Regions from separate parts of the Mus musculus genome. Here region 1 is linked to region 2. The links are chromatin contacts, called in public HiChIP or PLAC-seq maps. All regions are on one chromosome and are shown on one strand. The core of a region is the stretch at or near the end of the contact, and the rest is flanking DNA. Distances in the headings are between cores, read along the strand shown. Region 1 overlaps Vapb (vesicle-associated membrane protein, associated protein B and C). Region 2 has its middle 14 kb from the start of Gm52538.

Region 1 (6,083 bases), core at 3,305-5,804, 780 kb before region 2:
AGGCCCATGCCCAGAACATCCTGTGGGTACAAAAATATTGTCCTAATCCATTGGCTGTCCAAAACCAATAGACTTCTGGCGATAGTCATTGTAATATAATTTATAAAAATCAAAGTTCCTGCTTAGAACATGTTCAGCACAGCAGTGGTTTCAGTAATTCTAGGAGAACCTAACTTCCAACTTTGGCAGAAGTTGTTATCTGTATAGGAGATAACCTCACTTACCCAATGATAGACATTACTCAGATCAATGCGGTGGGTCACTCCTGAAACTGCAGCACTTGGGAGGCTGAGGCAGGAGAACTGCTATGAGTTCTAAGCCAGCCTTACAAATCACACCCACACCACACACTCACAGAGAAAGAGACAGACAGACAGAGACAGAGAGACAGATTTGCTGTGATATTCCTGATTTTCCTAAATAGAAAACCGGCTGCCTACAGCCAGCATAGCCCTTTACACTTCCTTAGGATATCCAGCAGGACAGACCAAATGCAAGCTGAATCCTATATATCCATCCCCCAAAAATCTTCAAAAGACAAGTTTTTCTGTGCATATTCTTCACCCCATCAACTAACAAACACCTAGTAATTTTTCTCTACATAAAAGACCAAAATTCATGGTCACTGTGACCATATAGAGCAAGCCACTTCCCCTAAACACAGTCTAAGTGCACAGAGGAGCCAGCTGAGAGACACCCAGCCTAGGGGCTGGAGTGACCCTAATCAAGGGCCCCAACTTCTCTAGGTTGCAGCTACTGCAATACAAATAATGGCTCATGGTAGTTTTAATCTCTCAAGCTACAGGATTCCCCAAAGTTGCCCCACTTAGCTACAGACAACACAGACCATGGAAGATATGTCTGGCCTTCTGTATCTCTGCTCAACTGGCTTTCTCATTTCACCAATGGGAAAAAGGGCAGCATGTAGCTGGTTGGTTAGGGTGGATTCTAGTCTGGTTTCCCTATTACTGAAGAACCAGGGCCCTCCTCTGCTTTGGGAAGTATGCTCATTCTTCAAGGCTCTGCTCAAACATCTTCTATTTTAGGAAGGGTTATGGAATTCCTTCAGCAGGAGAAACTACTCCTTTCTATTGTGCTTTAACAAGCTGCTGACTTCCATGTGTGTGTGCAGCCTGGCTCTGTCTTCTAGGCTTCCCAGCCCACTATCCATTTCCTATCTCTCCAGGCACATTTCTTTACATATGTACTTGCCACACCTACCCAACCTGCCTGAGACCCACTCTCCCCATTCTGCCCCTCCTCAAGTCTCGAGACAGGGTTTCTCTGTATAGCCCTGGCTGTCCTCAAACTCAGAAATCTGCCTGCCTCTGCCTCCCGAGTGCTGGGATTAAAGGTGTGTGCCACCACGCCCAGCTTCGAGTCAGCTTCTATCACCTGGTGACCGGCAGGTTCTGAGGGCTCCACCCTCAAGACAGTCAGAACCCAAATACCTCTCCTCTTTCATTGCTGCTACTCTGGTCCATCATACCTGTCTCTCTTGTCCTGAAGCTCCCACACCTAGTCCAAATCACCAGACATAACAGGCAGGCCATTTAAAAAATAAATCTCTCCAACTCTTCCTCGTACCCATCACAGCACAGTCTCATCTCTCCAGCAGTCTCCTTGTCTGTGCCCTTAAAAGCTCATCTTACCCCTCTGTCATTCAAGGCACATGGCTGCTGCTATTCCTTGACCTCAGGGACTCACAGCCACCTGCTCTGCATTTGCCATTCCCCCAGTGTCTAAAATATCTTTCCCCAAACATCTCAGGTTTATATAAGTTGTATATAAGTTAATCTTCCAGCTCAAATATCACCAACCTCAGTGAAGTGTCTTCCCCAATGCCCTAGTTAAAATGGAGCCCAGGGGTCAGGATACAGCTCAATGAAAGTGCATATGCCAAGCACGGACAAGGCCCCAAGTTCCATCCCCAGAACCACAAAATCTTTTAAATATTTTAAAATGTAAAAAAAACAAAAATCTTTTTAAATGTTTAAAATAAAACACACAAATAAAAATAAAATACATAAAAGATAAGAACAGAGCTATTGCCAAATCCTTTAATTCATGCCTGTCTTCACCCAGCATTCACCTCCAGCTGATACCAGAGTCCAATTTTCCTCACTGGAAGATGAGCTCCATAGGAGCAGAGGCATGCTGTGGGCAGGAGGAACTGGCAAACTAATGGTCCAGGCTCTGGGTTGGACTCTCAGGCTAGAGAGATGGACACTACTGCCTCCCAAGCAGAAGACTAGAGATAGAGCAACTGGTTCACTGGAATGAAGGAACCATCCATAACTAGGACTGTGACTGAGCATGCAACTGAGACCAACACGGTCTATCTCTAAAATTCAAGTGTGACACGAGCCTGAATCTCAAGGTCTATCATAAGCTCTTCAAAGTAACTTACATTATTCTCCCAACACAGTTGAGGTGTGATGCAAGCTTGAAGGAGCCAACAAATGTTTTTAAGTAGAGAATTCTCAAGGTCACGTTTCAATTAAGGAGGATTTTCTGAGGCAGGCTTGGTGGCACAGGCCTGTAATACTGGCCAACCTAGGAGGCTGAGGTAGGAGCAGAAAAAGTTCCAGGCCTGCCTAGGTGTCTTAGACACACTTCCCTCAAAATATAAAGTTCCCCTTCCATCACAAAGGAAGGCTGAGGATGGAGCTCCAAAGTAGGATGCCTGCCATTCATGGGATCCAGTCAGTCCCCAGCGCTAAAGAAATGAGTCTGTCAACTGTATACACAACAGTTCAAAGTATGGCAGAAGCTGGAAGACTGAGAACACAGTACTACATGCTGAAGGGTGTGTGCAGTGAACAGGCTGGTACTGAGAACACAGTACTACATGCTGAAGGGTGTGTGTAGTGAACAGGCTGGTACTGAGAACACAGTACTACATGCTGAAGGGTGTGTGCAGTGAACAGGCTGGTACTGAGAACACAGTACTACATGCTGAAGGGTGTGTGCAGTGAACAGGCTGGTACTGAGAACACAGTACTACATGCTGAAGGGTGTGTGCAGTGAACAGGCTGGTACTGAGAACACAGTACTACACGCTGAAGGGTGTGTGCAGTGAACAGGCTGGTACTTTAATGATTTAAATGGCGTCACAGGTGTGAGCATGGGGGAAAGGGAATTGAGGATGTCGGCCTAACTGGACGTGAGAACATTCCCAAGACACAGGGTCAGATTCAGAGGTAAGAATCACCAAGGAGGTTGGGGTGGGCTAAGTCTACAGTTTCCAGGACAACCAGGTTGGCAGGAGCTCAACCCAGCCAAAAGAGCCAAAGAACCTCCAGGACCTACAGAGTAGTTAGGGCACTGTGTTGAAACACAGTTGAAAGGGCAAGATAAGAGAAGCCTAAGGCCAGAATCCTGATGTATGGAAACAGAAACAAAAAGAGGCCAGCAAGTCTCCAGGAGAGCCAAGGACAAGTCGGGTAGGCGTCACAGAGAGAAACCTGGTAATGGATAGAGTCCACAGAGGGGTAAAGAGAGGGGTACAAAGGCAAAGAGAAGCTGTGAAGTAATATGTCACTGTACACTCAGCTGTCGTAAAGAATGATCAGCCAAGTGAGGATGGAGGGAGAAGGGCTCTTTTCAGGAAAGGGCACCACAGGTACATGGAACAAGGATGGAGGAGACAGGAGACAAGAGAGGAGAGGCCTGGGGAAGAATCAGGGAGCAAGAAGCCCTGGGCTGAACACACTGTGCCCAGTCGTTTGGCTACACAAGGCTTGGGGAGGAAAGAGACAGGTCCCAACTAACACAGTACACCAAGGAAAACACACAGGGTCAAGTGTGAGACCTCATCCTGGAGCAATGAAGAAGAGAAAGCAAGAGCAAAAGAGAGACAGAGAGCGACAGCGCCTCAGAACTAGGCAGGAGAGCAGGGAAGATGGTCTGTGTCATCAAAGTCCCGTGGCCAAGGTGAGCACAGACTAGAAGGGAGATGACACTGAAGTGAAGTGACAGTCATACTTCATCTGTTAAAGGATACAATCTTTACTCTACTGGCCACTGGGCAACATTAACAAACTTAAGCAAAATATGATTAGATTTGCATTTCTGAAAGTTGTATGTGGAGAAAGACAGGCCTCAGCCTGGAAGATCTGTTAAGAGGCTATTAGTCAGTCAGAGCAAAGCAAGCCTACCACAGAGGGAACAGGGTAGAGGTGGCCACGACAGTCATGGCCTGTCATGGCTGCTCAGCACAGATGTGAGTGCCACTCAATGAGCTGGCAGGAAGAGACGAGGGCAAGGAGAATGTGGTACTGAGGGCACGGATGCTATAAAAGGAAGGATGCCCAAGTACCACAACTGTGGATAAATATCATCCCACACGTGACACAACAGGGTGCACCTCAAGCTACCCTGAGCTCACCGCTAGCTTCATGTCGTCATTCTGGGCACACCAAGTACAGAACCTTAAGCTGCCCTCTACCCACAGGAGGGATGCCACTAGTCACCAGTAACTCACCCTGCCCTGCTTCTCTGCTGAGGGCTCATACAGGAAGGTTCAGGGATCAGCAGGGAAAGGCTGTGCTGCACCTGGGAGGGCTGTTTACCTTAGACAGTGCCTTCTGGGTGACTCACACTCTGTCAGTCTCTGTAAGCTGAGGAAACCTCTATCATTCATGAGCTCTGCTGACACCCAACACCCAAGAGGTGGTTGGAACCACAACCTGCTCTTGTCCAGGGTCTCTGGGGAGGCAGTTATAAATGCCACAGACCCTGACAGGACGGGCTGGTCTTCCCAAGAAGGAAGGGTGCACATGCTGCAGTCACTAGTCTCTACAGGGTCAAAAGATGACCTAACATTAGGAAATTACACATGAAGGAGTGACAGGTCCCTAGCTACTGTGCTGGAGTCACATCAAAACTCTGAAAGGAGTCCTTGCTCTTAGTAAACACAGGCAGGATGGATTTGTGCCTGCCATGCTCCCATAAGTACTCAAAGGACACAGGCTTCATTAAGTTGAACCAAGTGATCTTTCTTGAAAAGATTATTCAAGGCTACCCAGTGAAGGAGAGCATGCAAGTCTTGTACATAATACTTTTTAAAATGTCAGAGCTGGATAGGTGGCTCAGCAGTTAAGAACACTGCCCATTCTCCCAGAGGACCCGGATTTGATTCTCAGCACTCACATGGCAGCTCACAACTGCTCTGAAACTCCAGTTCCAAAGGATCTGACACCTTCCTACAGACACGCATGCATGCACAGACAGCACATAAAAATAAATACATCTTTTTAAAAATTAAACATGGTAAGACCTTCCTTCAAAATAAAAGAAATTACCCTGATGGCCATTTATTCATAGCTGCAAACCTTCCATCTCACTCTACAGAGAATGAAACTGTGTGAACCAGCACTAAGGAGCTATCGTAGAGGGGGTAGGAGAAACATGTACTAAATATCCTTTTAGACAACCAATTTTAAACAGTGAATGTGTATTCTTAATATTATATATAAATAATGAAAAATTTCTTATGAGACTATATACTTTAACAGCAGTGACTCCAGATACCCCATGCATGGGAGAAACCCTGAAGTACCCCTGAGGGCCTGTTTCCAGTCAACAACAGCTTCCGTTTAAAGGATGCATTTAGCATTTTTAAAAACGAGAATTCCAGGAGGTATTTTATTACCACGCCATTACTTTTTAAGATAATCCTGGAATGACCATCTAGTTCAGTGAGCAAGGCTCTCTAAGCCACTTTTGTTTCTGAGGTAGAGCTGCCCAGGTCCCCTGGTAAAGGCTTCAAAGAACCAGTGAACAAGGCCAAAGCTCTCTGGGTGTGATGTGCTGACCGTGCGTGGGCCGAGAAGGCCCTGAAATGACAGAAAACGAGACACGCCGGCACCATAATGCACCCTTGTTTTAGTACAATTCAAGGCTCTTATTTTATGAAAGACTCCACGGCAAGCTCATCCTGACTAATGGAAGGCTCGTCTGTGTTCATCTTCTGTCATCTCGCAGACAGCAGTGCTCCTTCAAGGCCAGGTCAGCCTTCAGATGGCAAAGTTTTACCAAATAGAGAGATAGATGGAGCAGTGTGGGAGGAAGTTCTTCAT
Region 2 (6,756 bases), core at 2,120-4,619:
TTCTCACTTTTGAGTTTGGCTTGGCCCAGTGCTGCTGTGTGGATTTTCTTTCTCCATTTCCTGTGTCCTTTTTAGTCTTAGCTATTGAACAGGCAAATGCTGGCATGTGTTGGGGTGTGACCACACCTTGAGATCTGCTCCACAAATAAACCCAGCATTTTTTCTTTTTTTTTTTTTTTTTTTTTTTTTTTTAAGATTTATTTATTTATTATATGTAAGTACACTGTAGCTGTCTTCAGACACTCCAGAAGAGGGCGTCAGATCTTGTTACAGATGGTTATGAGCCACCATGTGGTTGCTGGGATTTGAACTCCTGACCTTCGGGAGAGCAGTCGGGTGCTCTTACCCACTGAGCCATCTCACCAGCCCCCGCATTTTTTCTTTTGATCATGAAAAGTTTCCAAGATATAAAAAGATGTGTGCCACAACACGCCCCTCCCCCATCCCATCCCATCCCATCCCATCCCATCCCATCCCATCCCATCCCATCCCATCCCATCCCATCTCATCTCATCTCATCTCATCTCATCTCATCTCAGCTCATCTCATCTCATCTCATCTCATCTCATCTCATCTCGTCCCTGAGCTGCTATGACACGTCACTGCATTGCCGGTCTTTGATTGTTTCTGCGTCCCTCACTTGTCACCCATCACCTGCTTTATTTTCAAGAGCTCCTTCTGTTTTCAGTGTTTTCAAAAGTTCCAGGTGACCCTGAAACCCACCTGAGGATTTGCAATTTGCAGGCCTGGGCAGAGTTAAATTATTCACATATTTACATTTTTGTTTTTTTGTTTCTTTGTTTGTTTGTTTTTCAAGACAGGATTTCTCTGTGTAGCCCTGGCTGTCCTGGAACTCACTCTGTAGACCAGGCTGGCCTTGAACTCAGAAATCCACCTGCCTCTACTTCCCAAGTGCTAGGATTAAAGGCGTGCGCCACCACCGCCCAGCACGCATTAACATTTTTAAAAGTATTTTGCTGTCCTCTCTAAGATAAGTGGATCTTCTTTCCCAGCTCATCAAAAGAGCACACCACCTAAGTTTCTACCTCACAAGTGTGGGGCAGCTCTGAAAGTGTGTTTAAAGGGCTGGGCAGCTCAGTCACTCAAGTACTTGGCTTTCAAACATGAGGCGCTGAGTCCCAAACACAGGACTCAGGCAAAAATAAGAATGGTGGTGTGTGTATGTGTAGTCTGAGTGCTAGGAGGAAGGCAAGTGAACCCCAGGAGTGAACCCCAGGAGTGAACCCCGGCTGACTGGCCAGCCGGCCTAGCCTAGTCAGTGACCTCTAGGCAAATGAGGGCCCTGATCTCAAAGACAAAGTACATGGCCCAAGGGACTGTCCTCACTGTCCTCAAGCCTCTACACACCTGCATGCACACCTGCTCACACATGCTCACTCTCTCATGCAAATGCACACACACACAGAGTATATGTGCAAATGGGCAAAACAGGTGGAGCTGTGCATGATGGGAATTGCAGTAGTCAGGAGCACTGAGGCAGGACGATAAAGAATTAAAGGGAAGCTTGAGCTATATAGTGAGTTCCAGGCCAGCCTCCACTACATGGTAAGATGTGGCCTCAAAGGGGATGGGGAGAGAACAAAAAGAAGTATATATACAAAGTTCTCATTCCCATCCACCTGTCTGTCTGTTCACTTACTCACCCATCCATCCAGCCATCCGTCTGTCTGTCCATCCATCCATCTGCCCATCCATCTATATATCTACCCATCTGTGCATCCATCCATCCATCCACTCATTCTAAAATATGAGTTCAAATCGGAACCCTAGGCTAGGTGTTGCCTGGAGGCCTCGAAGCCTCTTGGGACCTAGATAGTTGAGCAGGGCATGGTGTTTCATAAGCACCCAGTGAAAATGTGTTCTGTGTTAGCTCCCTTTCTGTTGCTGTAATAAAACATCATTATCAAAAGCAACTTTAAGGAGGGGGGCATATTTTGGTTTATTGTTTGAGAGGGTTAGAGTCCACTAATGGGGAAGGACATAGCATTAGAACAGGGATACATACGAAACAGAGAGAGGGAGAGGGGAGGGGAAGAGGAAACAGGAAGTGAGATGAAGTGTGGATCTTCAAAGTCCACCCTCAGTGACACACTTCCTCCAGCATGGCTCTACCTCCTAAATGTCTCAAAACTGCTACTGGGGACCAAGTGTTCACGCACAGGAGACTCGGGGATATTACTCACTCAAATCCCCACGGCCTGTGGCGTGCTTCTCCAGCAAAGACACTCCTGCATGGTGGCTACTTTATTTCTTGCTTGGTTTTGTGATGATTTCAGTCTACTATGAGTTTAAACTCAACACACAGCTTGTGAAAATTGGAAAGCACTCCAGAAATGTCCAAGTGTATAAAGCCCACCATTTCTGATCTGTGCGATTCAGATTAAACTGTTTAAATGTCTTCAAGCTCTCTTATTTTATTGTACACAGCTGGGAACCGAGCTTGGGCAGGGCTTCAGTCATACTAGTGACAGCCCCAGATAACTGGGGTTCCTGTCCCCCAAGTTTTAGGAAATGTCTCTTCATTTATTTATTTAAAGAAGGGAATTTCTTGAGTTAGTCAATGTGGGGTGCATCCCTGGAGGTTGTGAGGGGTACTGGGCGTGGAACCTAGAACCTCACACAGATTAGCCAAGGGCTTTACCACTGAGCTGTACCCCAAACCCAGGCATACTATTTTTTCTTCTTCCCTCTCTCTCTCCTTCCCTCCCTCCCTTCTTCCTTCCTTCCCTCCCTCCATCCCTCTCTCCCTTCCTGCCTCCCTCCCTCCCTCTCCTCATACCTCGCTCCATTCCTCCCTCCCTCTCTCCATCCCTTTCTCCCTCCCTCCTTTCTTCTCTCTTTTCCTCCCTCGCCCTCTTTTCTTTTGATGTAGGATCTAATATGTAGCCCTAGCCTCTGGTTTTCTCACCTTCACCTGTAGAATCTGAGATTGTAGCACCACACCGACTATCAGGCTTCTAGCTGCAGGGAGCGAGCAATGATACACCCCAGGGTGATTCCATGTCTAAATGCGTCCAAGCAGCCCAGTCATCTCACAGACCCCGGATGCAGAGAAGAAGGTCTGGAGAGGCCTGGGCGGCTACAGAGGACTGGGCCCACCTTGGCTCTCCGTCCCTCCACTGTCTTCTTTTCCACCTTGATGCAACACATTCTGTTCCCTGTCCCAGAAGGCCGTGGTCTCTGGTGGCGCAGGAAGGCTGGCACAGCATCTGAGGCCCTTTTCCCTTACTGCCTACACCTCTGACTCAGAAGGCACGCCCCAACCCAGCCTTCAGGTCACCCCCAGAAAGGCACACTAGCCGCTCTGAGATTCCTTCTGAAAGGTTGGGCAGCTCCTTCCAGGTCACTGCAGTGGAATGTGACCTGTGATCCGGGCAGCCAGGATTCCACAGTTCATCCCCACCCCCTCCTCAGAGCACAGCGCCGGCTGCTTTCCCACAGGCGATTCTGCTGATATTACTTCTCGATCGTGAAGGTCATATAAATACTGAGACATAAATAAATAAATGTTGAAACATGAATGAAAGATGTAAAGTCCTTCCTCAAACACATGAGCAGTTCAGGAATGTTCCTTTACCCTTCCCTTGTTTTCCCTAATGGTGTGTTGTGTGTGTCTCTGTGTGTGTCTGTGTCTGTGTATGTGTGTGTCTGTCTGTGAGTGTAACTATGTGTGTTTGTGTGTGTCTGTGTGTGTGTGTCTGTGTGTGTCTCTGTGTGTGTGTCTGTGTGTGTCTGTGTCTGTGTATGTGTGTGTCTGTCTGTGAGTGTAACTATGTGTGTTTGTGTGTGTCTGTGTGTGTGTGTCTGTGTGTGTCTCTGTGTGTGTGTCTGTGTGTGTCTGTGTCTGTGTATGTGTATGTGTGTAACTATGTGTGTTTGTGTGTGTCTCTGTGTGTGTTTGTGTGTGCACTCACACGTACTCACATGTTCCTGTGGAGGCCAGAGTCATCCTTAGGTGCTATTCCTCTGATGCCAAACACAGAGACTCTCTCTCACTGGGGACCTGAGGCTCACCAATTATGCCAGGCTGGTTAGTCAGTGAACCCCAGAGACCCTCTTCTCTCTGCCTCCCCAGTGCTGCACCCGCACGCCCAGTGCTGCATTGCAGGAGTGCACCCTTACGGGGTCTTCTTCCGTGCCAGCTGCAGAGGCTCCCGGTGAGGCCCTCTCAGTAGGTGCTTAGGAGGCTGACAGGGCTACTCAGTCACAAACGCTCACAGCACTGAAATTCTTAAGTGGTGACACTGAGAAGTGGAATCCGTTTGGAAGGGCAGATGGTACCCTATCAACCGAGTCCTAGGCCTGTCTAACTAAGTACTTCCCTAACAACTGATGAATCTGAGCCTGTGTCTGTGAGCCATATACCAGTAAGGAACCCGAGGCACAGAGAGGAAGGAGAGTTGGCACAGTGAGGTCGCATCCCTTGTTAGAGGCTGCTGTGCCAGCGCAGACTTCTGGGAACATTGTTTGTTTAGTGTCTCTGTGTGGTGCTGGATGTTGAACTTGGGGGCCTCGCTCACATCAGGCAAGCGCTGTAAGCAACACTTTAGTCCAATTTCCAAATGTGTTCCCAGCAGCAGAGCCGTCTCCCTGGTTCAGTGATTGCGGGCGGAAGCTCAGTTACCCAGAGTTCCCTAAATGCTCTGTGGCAGCAAGAGCCAGTCATTAGGTAGGGGTTACCACCACCGCACCAGACATAGAAGTTAGCATCTTAAGATTATGCGGATGGGAGGCAGAGACAGGTGGATTTCTGAGTTCGAGGCCAGCCTGGTCTACAAAGTGAGTTCCAGGACAGCCAGGGCTATACAGAGAAACCCTTGTCTCGAAAAACCAAAAAAAAAAAAAAAAAAAAAAAAGATTATGCGGATGGTCCCAGTAGCTTGAAGAATGTAGCTCCAGTTCGATTTCCAACTGAATGTCTTCTGTGTGCAGGTAATTTTAAGAAGCTCCTGGCTGGGGCTGGAGAGATGGCTCAGTGGTTAAGGGCACCGACTGCTCTTCCAGAGGGGGAGCTGCCATCCTTATCCACGCAGGCAAAACAACAATGCGCATTAAAAAATTAATAAAGTAAACACTTGTTAAGAAGTTCTTGGCCAGCCAGGGGTTTCCTGAGCCACACAGGCCGCCCCTCCCCACAGACACTCGTGGGTGTAGCCAGGGATCTGTTGTCACTGCGGATGGTAGTGTAGATGCTCACGAGGTCTGTGAAGGCAGCTGGGTGACAGGATCCTGTGGAAGGCAAAGTTCTCCCCTCCTGCCTTGCGGAGGGATGCACAGGGCAAGCATCCCACAGGTGTAGAAGCCACTGGGTCTCCGAGAAGAGGAGTCTCTCGGGGTACTCCCGACTACTCCCTGCACTCGGTCTGTGCTCACCTGCCTGTGTGGCCTGAGTCTTTGCCTTCAGGAAGCATGTCGGTCTCTCACCTCTTCTCTGTAAATTGTTTTACCTAGCTGGATAAGCTCAGCGGTACCCCATCTCACAGCTGCCCACCAGAACCTGCAAGTCTTGTTGGGGCCTGAGGCAGGAAGAGGGCTGTGCCCCGGGACTTATCAGGAAGGAGACAGGCACATTACTCATAAGCTTTTGGGGGTGACCAGATGATATTGTATAGACGAAGCTCCCCTCAGAAAGCTGCTTGGGAAGTGTAAGACCCTAAGCCAAGGAGGACAAAGAGTCCCGATGGAGGCAGGAGGATGGGACTGTACCTGGGCATGGCTCTGAGGACAAATGGGAACTGCTTGCCCTGGGTCAGAAAAGCCTGGCCCCTCCGGCCTGAGAGCCACTGCTGAAGTGTGGGAGCCCATGCTCAGAGCGATTTTTGCTTCCTCTGACCACATATGGAGCCCGAACTGGCCTGGTGCTGAGGTTGAAAAAGTTGTCACTGCTGTCTGGGGTCTGGGGATTGGGCCAGCAGAGACAATTGTCCCTCCCACGTCTTCTTTATCAGGATCCCATATAGGGCTATGTGGAGACAGAATCACCTGGATATAGAAAGCCATAGATACTATCAAAGCCTTTCCATGGGGTGTCTTTTCACACACACACACACACACACACACACACACACACACACACACACACGTATGTACTAGATATTTATCTATATATGTATCTGTAATAAACTCTCATCTTTTTAAAGAAAATATTTATTTGTTTGTTTGTTTGTTTATTTATTTATTTAAATGTATGTGAGTATAATGTAGCTGTCTTCAGACACAACAGAAGAGGGCATTGGATCCCATTAAAGATGGTTGTGAGCCACTATGTGGTTCTGGAAATATATATATAAGTACACTGTAGCTGTCTGGCTATCAGATCTCATTACAGATGGTTGTGAGCCACCATGTGGTTGCTGGGATTTGAACTCAGGATCTCTGGAAGAGCATAGCTGCTGAGCCATCTCTCCAGCCCCAAACTCTCACCTTTTTAATGTGAGAAGACAATTTGGTTTTGATTTTGAGAAAAGGTCTCACTATGTAGCTCAGGTTAGACTTAACCTGGAGGAGTGCCTCATCTCAGACTCCCAAGGACTGCAATTGCAATCATGTAACTACATAGCCAGCTTAAAGCACTTCACAGACGCTCCCCAGCACAGAGTGGCAGACTCGGAGGCTTTGAGCTTTGCAGCCCTTGGCAAGCAAAGTACAGAGCGCTTCATCTTCTTGTCTCTGCTTCCCCAGCAGCTGGGACATGTGTGTGGGGTGTGTGCACGCATGTGCCCCCGCGAGTGTGTA

What was found. HiChIP or PLAC-seq counts read pairs in DNA pulled down with a chosen protein or histone mark.
Region 1: a contact with region 2 is called in a FOXA1 HiChIP or PLAC-seq map of pancreatic cancer cells. The contact joins two enhancer-like sites. A contact is called at or near these places in 3 of 115 datasets of contacts at active chromatin or transcription factors (double positive thymocytes, memory CD8 T cells and pancreatic cancer cells).

What each region holds. Positions count from the first base shown.
Region 1 is chr2:173,742,747-173,748,829 of GRCm38.p6, reverse strand. All of the region lies in intron 1 of Vapb (vesicle-associated membrane protein, associated protein B and C), which reads right to left. Among named protein-coding and RNA genes, the nearest start is that of Vapb, 8.2 kb to the right of the region's middle. Within about 2 kb of position 4,554, at least 48 of the 459 cell types and tissues checked have an H3K27ac peak or open chromatin away from gene starts, as enhancers often do. A contact at or near this core is called in memory CD8 T cells and pancreatic cancer cells, where this site is marked.
Region 2 is chr2:172,962,009-172,968,764 of GRCm38.p6, reverse strand. No RefSeq gene overlaps it. Among named protein-coding and RNA genes, the nearest start is that of Gm52538, 14 kb to the left of the region's middle. Within about 2 kb of position 3,369, at least 61 of the 459 cell types and tissues checked have an H3K27ac peak or open chromatin away from gene starts, as enhancers often do. A contact at or near this core is called in memory CD8 T cells and pancreatic cancer cells, where this site is marked.